Linked DNA regions of Mus musculus: region 1 is linked to region 2. A link is a contact called in public promoter capture Hi-C data. All regions are on one chromosome and are shown on one strand. The core of a region is the stretch at or near the end of the contact, and the rest is flanking DNA. Distances in the headings are between cores, read along the strand shown.

Region 1 (3,407 bases), core at 251-2,750, 210 kb after region 2:
GTTTGAGGGGGAGGGGTCCTGACAAAAGTAACATAATACCAGAAGTCATTAGGAATCTGTTAAATTAGTGTAATTTAACTGGAATCTTTTTAACTATTAAGTATATACACTTTGTTAATGTTAAATCTCAAGGAATCTGTAACTACCTCTCAAACACAAAGGTACCTTTGATAATTTATTACAATGAAATGGTCACATGTATCTGGGATTTCAAATCCTTCCCTTTAAAACTGCCATTAAACATCATGATTTTATGCAAAATTGTTCTTTAAAACCCCCGACGACGCAGACACACACAATATACCACGATCTAAATCGCGCCCCTCTTTCTCGAACACCCTTTTAAAAAGATTGAACACCTTCAAGATGCTCCTCACCACCCCACCCCCGTCTTCAGACCCTAAAAGAAAGAAAAGCGAGTGGAGTTCCGAATGAAGAAACGAGAGAGAATAAAGGAGAATAAAACGAGAGACCCTCTTGCATTCTCTATCTCTGGAGAATTTTAGTGATCGAGTAAACATACTGAGACGGTAGCCCAAAGTGGAGCCAAGGGCTTCTTACAATACAGCCAACCTGATGATGAATGACTACTTCCATTATATTTCATTATTCTTGAAAATGCCATCTCCGTTGCCTCCCCAATCCCAAGAGCCCGACACCACCAGGGCAAAAATCTGTCCCCATCCAAAGCGCCAAAGAGTTGCCAAGTAATCCTTTCAAGGTGCCCCCCCCCACGCCCCAGCCTCCTCACCTCGTCAGCGCTCAGCTCCTCCATCGCTTTCCTCTTAATGGTGAAAGGCGTTAGAGAGATCCTTCAGTTCTTGAGACCAGGGCGGGAGCAAAGGAAGAGTGGAAGGTATCTATCGGGCTGTCTGGTCCCCCAATGGGGGAGGTTTCAGAATTGCATAGTCAGAGGTTAAAAACTAAGAACACGAGGCACTGAATCGCCTTGGCTTCGGCCGCTCGCACCGCCGCAGCCTCCTCCAGCAGCAAGCGCCCAGAGCTGCCGCCTCTGGCCACGGCCACCGCTATGGGGTCCTCTCCAGGCGCCACTGACTCCCCTCAGCTTCCCAGGTTACCCAGGGCGGGCGGCGCGGTCTCCAGCTCGGCTCGTGCCCGCTGCGCGCCGTGTCTTCGTGGCGGTGACGCGGCAGCTGCGTTTTTTTCTCCCGCAGACCCTGCTCCGGGTCCCACCCCTGGGCCCAGGCGGGAACAGCTCCACTGCACACTGGATGCCCCCGAGGCGCGGCGACCCTACAGCAGCCCAGGCAGAGCCCAGCACCGGACCGGGAAGCCCCTCCCCTCTAAAAGCAGGCCAGGCTCGCCCCGCCTCCACGCGAGAACCCCGGTGGGGGGCAGGGGAGGGACGGGACTGGCGAAGCCCTCGCTGGAAGCGTAAATCCTCCTACCCCTCCAACCCTACTCTTACCCCCTCGCCCCACCAAGAATTATTCATCAAAACAACAGGGCGGCCATCTTTGAAAGGGGTCACGTGACCCTCGCCGGGGAGGCGGGGCTTCTCGCTCTGGGATTCGCCAGCCAATAAGCAGCGGGCGTCGCGCCGCCGATTTCCTCTTCGCTTGCATCCTGTCCCCGCCCCCTGCCCCACCCCCTCTTCCCTGAGCGGCGCCAGGCGGGGGGAGGGGCGAGAGGGGCTGCTAAGAGGAGACGAGGAGGAGGCGGGGCGGACAGTCACCATGGAGACTGAGCGGAGGCGAGGGGCGCGGTGGGCGGGGCCCAGGTAGAATTGCTGAGGGCAGGATGTGCCAATCCGAATATGGCCCTTCCACGGGCTCTCCCCTGCGCCTTGGGTTTCTGCGGTGCTAGTTTGTTCCCATGTGGATCCTGCTGTGGAGTGACTTGGAAATCCTCCAGGATGCTGCAAGCCGGCTACAGACATTAGAAGAACTGAGGAATCGGAAACACATTTGCTTTCTGCAGGGAGCATTTAGCACCATCCTGCAAATACCTTGTCCCACTCTTTTCCTCCCCCAGGAAAACCCATGGAAGAAAACTAACAGGATCTTAATTTTATTTTACCTTGTTCTTTTAGAGAGGTGCTCTGCTTTAAGGGTGTAGAGACTCAAATTATTGAGAAATGTATTGAACAATGACTTAGTAACTAACCCTTTGTAATGCCAGCTCGGCCGGACAACAAAAACTTACTTTACAATCAATGTATAAATACAAATTGAAAAATCTAACAGAACCGTGAAAATCCAGATTTTGCCACAAAGTATATATCGTATGGCTTACAAAAGCCATAATCATCTCGTTCTTAATTGTTCTTGAGACAGAATCTTGCTATGTATTTCAGATAGCCCCAAATTTGAAATCCTGCCTGAACGCTGGGGTATGCACCACCATCACAGATTACCCAACTATAACATTAATGTATGTATATGTGTATACATGTATGTATTTGAAACAGGGTCTCGCTGGCCTGGAACTCACAGAGATCTGCCTGCCTCTGCCTCCCAAGTGCTAGGGTTCATTACCGGCTACTCTTAGCTGAACTATAATCTTAAACATTCCACTCCTGTTTAAAAGAGTTACAGTTGATCTTATCCAAGGGGACAAGAAGTGACTAAAATAGTTACAATTTGTTTGCTACATGCTAAAAATGGGAACATGACTATTAGATATGCAAAGAGTCTGTGAGTAAAATTAAATCGCTGCAGGCTTTTCAGGACTGCATTCTACTTTCCAGGAAATGAATTCTGTGTAAGCCATTTTGCACCCCTAGTTACACTGATGTCAATTACATTGTTTTTCTGAAAACATGATAATTGCCATGTAGCCTCAGATTAAATCACACAAGTAAAGTATACAATGGCTTTAGGGTAGTGAGAGTTCTTTAACATCATTGCTCTTTAATTTCAGAACATTTTAATCACCCACCCAGCCATCCAACACACTATAACCATTCCTCCTCATCCTGCCATTACTTCCGATAGCCGATCTGTCCTCTGGCTCCCCGGACTTACCTACTCTGCACATTTCACATCAAATAAATTGAACATTTGGTAACTACTCTTGCGGGGCCTCAACTGCACTGCTTTTTTGGGCTTCAGAAAGATAGTTTTTCCTCCTTGAGGCCTTGACGTTTGCTGTCTCCTTTGTCCCAAAGACTCTTCTCCTGGACTTTGCATGGCTTATTCCTTCTTAGTGTTTAGGTTTTAGATTTGATGTCATTTCCTCACTGCTGCATTAATTTGCTTATCAAGTATATGTATGGATATGTTCCTGTTTGTGGAGGTGTACATCTATGTATATATGTGTGTGTGTGGAGGACAGAGGACAGCCTTGGTGTCATCTCAGGAACACCATCCACCTCTATTGAAACACGGCCTCTCATTGGCCTGGAGCTCACCAGTTAGGTTGGACTGCTAGCCAGTAAGCCCTGG
Region 2 (3,145 bases), core at 348-2,847:
AGTCAACTCCTGAGGCCATAGCTCCGCAAAAGTCCACACGTCCTTCAACCTAGTGAGTGGCCCCATTGGGGAGGAGTCTGCCTCAGCGCTTTCACAAAGCTGACCTAAGATGCAAATGCTCCCAAGACGGAGTCTTTTTTTTTTTTCTCACTATGTAGCTCTGGCTCTTCTGGAACTCACTATGTAGACCAGGAGTTTGAATAGGAATCTGCCCGCCTCTGTCATGTGCCACTATGCCTGGTCCTAAGCAGAAGTATTAATGGCTACATTCATTTTGCTAGTATGGGTAACAGAATATAAATGATGAAGGGAAAAAGGATTTCTTAAGACCCTTCTTCCCTCCCCCAACTCATTTGAGTTGCTTGTCCTGAGTTAGCAACAGAGATGTCAGGACCCACTGTGTCAAGATTCTCCTGACCAGGCCACATAAGATGACATCATCTACTCCTCACACTGTGGTGCTGTAGAAGACGGCAGACAGACATGACTAACTGCCACCTTAGAATAGAATGGAAAGCCGGGCAGTGGCGGCACATGCCTTTAATCCCAGCACTTGGGAGGCAGAGGCAGGCAGATTTCTGAGTTCAAGGCCAGCATGGTCTACAGAGTAAGTTCCAGGACAGCCAAGGCTACAAAGAGAAACCATGTCTTGAAAAACCAAAAAAAAAAAAAAAAAAAAAAAGAATAGAATAGAATGGAAATACATTGAGGGACACAGAAATCTAGAAAATGAAGCACCATTTGTACATACTTTTCTTAATTTTAATATAAATAAATTGACTTCTCTAAATCCTAATACTGGCAATCCCACAAGCAAACAACACTTGTGCTCATGTAATCTCAGCACATTTGCTCATGGAGGACTGTGCGTAAACTGCAGACTGCCTTATTAACTTAGGTGCTCACTTCTCTGAAAGCTTTCCTTTCCACTCTTCCATTATCTCCTACAGTGAGTCCCCCTAGGTGTCGGATACCACGTGACAACCAGGCTTTAGTCCTGTGTCTCTGCCGTGTGAGGAGACTCACTGCGCTGTTGTGCAGCCGGTGCTGAGCATCCAGCAGTGACAGAGCCTTTATTGTAAAAGGGCTCAGCATTCTGTGCTTCTTATGCATTGTTAATCCTGATCTTTTTGTTTTGTTTTTTTTGAGACAGGGTATCATGTATCCCAAGCTAGCTGCAACCAGGTATAACTTGAAGCCAAGTACAACCCTGAACTCCTAATATTCCTGCCTCCACCCCAGCCAAGTGCGGAGACTGTGGGTGTGCACCACCACATCCAGCTTATGGCAGTGAGCATTTTATTGTCAAATTTAAAATTACTTTAATCTGAAGAGGGGATGCGGATGATAGAAATACCGGGAACCTCTGCCTCTGACAGAGAGATATGCACAGCAATAGCGGGAGCAACGACCTCAATGTAAAGCAGTCTCGTGTACAGCCAACAAATACTGATGCTGGTGATAACTTCCTGAGATTCACAGAAACCAACCAATTGTTCCTGGCAGAAGCCCAAGATAGGCTCAGAACACAGCACGGCAGCCATCATTGCCAAGAGAGAGCTAGGCACTCCTATTCTTTTGTATGACCAAGCCCACTGCATTCCTTTAGCTTCTGATCTAAACTCCCCAGCCTGGCCTCGGGCTTGCTGTGCCCCTGCTAGTGCTATTCCTTACGCTTCAATAAGCACATTCTTTTAGAGATGAAACATCTGAACCACAGTCACGTTAACTGAAACAACCACCTCTGAGTCTTAGCTAAATTACTGGGCAATTTGGGTCAAGCCGTCCTCCAGGTGGTCTTCATAAGCTGCTGTATAGAGTACTAAGTAGATTGTGCCTTATGGATAGATAAGGCCTAGGCTTTCTTTCTAGCCAAAATTGCACAGAGGCATTTAGAACAAGAGCTGGTCCCTTTTGGCCTTTCTCACAATGACCTCACCAACCTTCCTACTAAAATGAACCAAGGGGATCGGTCGTAAAATGGGTCATGCCCATCACTGAAGAGCTCTGATCCCTCTTCCGTCCCTGCGTCAGAGCCGGTGTCATCCACGAATGCCTCATCATCAAAGTCCTCCATGGCATCCTGCTGCTCGTCAGCCAGTTCAGTGATGTCGGAATCGGCCGTGGAAAAAGTGGGGGAGGGTGTGCGGTCGGCAAGGCGCTCATTCACACAGCCGTGGAAAATAGGGGAGCTAGACACCAGGTAAGACGCCGATTAACACAGGCAGGGAGAGAGGAATAGTCGGTTAACAGGATGCCCAGGTGCCAACAGGACAGAATGCACTGACAGAATCATCACGGTAAAAAGCAAAAGAGCAACAGGAACACAGGCTGCACGGTTCAGGCAAAGGGATCGGGGCAGGCTGAAGAGATCTACAAGGAAAGACCCTCAGAATAAGGAAGGCAAAGAGCATCCGTGAGTAGACCATCTCAGGGAAATATCACACGACACATGTTTATGTTCTCAGTTCACACAGAGGATGAGCACCCTGTCCTCCGGGAGCCACTCAGGACAGAGATAATAAAATAAGGCCTTAAGTGTCTGAGTTCTCTTGTCTGTGTGCTGAAGCGGCTTGAGTGAGCTGTGTCTGCACAGCCCACGTCTGCAAACCCTAGTCCGCTATCAGAGTGGAGTGGAAAAGGCTGACACCAGCAACACCATTTCTGGGTTTCTTACATACCAACACAGGGCATTTACAGTAAAGAGTAACTCAAAAGTCTGAAACCAGGAAGCTCAAAGGTCACATTTCCTGGGACTGGGAGAGAAGGTGAATGGTTAAAGGCACTGGGTGCTCTTGAGGAAGGACCCAGATTTGGTTCCCAGCACCCACAGAGTAGCTCACAACCATCTGTAAGTCCAGTTGTGGGATTCAGTTCCCTCTTCTGGCCTTGGTGGGTATCAGGCATGCATATGGCACACAGACAGCATGCAGGCAGAGCACCCATCCACATAAAGTAAAATAAACCCTCTTAAGCATTCGCGATTCCTTGCTTTTACATGTTCAACCTCTTAAGGCCAGGTTTCTGGAACTCCACAGGGGCATTTTGTTTTCACAGAACGCTGAACGTGATGGAGGCAGAGACCCGAAGAGGCCGCCTACCCTGGGGTGTAGTTAACCTGCCCCGGGCAATGACTACAGAAAGA

The links. Promoter capture Hi-C pulls out the DNA fragments that hold promoters and counts their contacts.
Region 1: a promoter capture Hi-C map of hippocampal neurons shows a contact between it and region 2, with 2.7 times the contacts expected there. The contact joins the promoter of Ube4b here to the enhancer-like site in region 2. A contact is called at or near these places in 1 of 39 promoter capture datasets (hippocampal neurons), 1 of 115 datasets of contacts at active chromatin or transcription factors (bone marrow-derived macrophages) and 3 of 9 other capture datasets (adipose tissue, liver and pancreatic islet).

The regions. Positions count from the first base shown.
Region 1 is chr4:149,425,131-149,428,537 of GRCm38.p6, forward strand. Ube4b (ubiquitination factor E4B) reads right to left here and starts at 1,501. Exons shown (of 27, transcript NM_022022.3): 1 at 752-1,501. The coding sequence starts at 775.
Region 2 is chr4:149,218,599-149,221,743 of GRCm38.p6, forward strand. Kif1b (kinesin family member 1B) reads right to left here. Exons shown (of 49, transcript NM_001290995.1): 27 at 1,944-2,192. Among named protein-coding and RNA genes, the nearest start is that of Pgd, 53 kb to the left of the region's middle. Within about 2 kb of position 1,598, at least 59 of the 459 cell types and tissues checked have an H3K27ac peak or open chromatin away from gene starts, as enhancers often do. A contact at or near this core is called in hippocampal neurons, where this site is marked.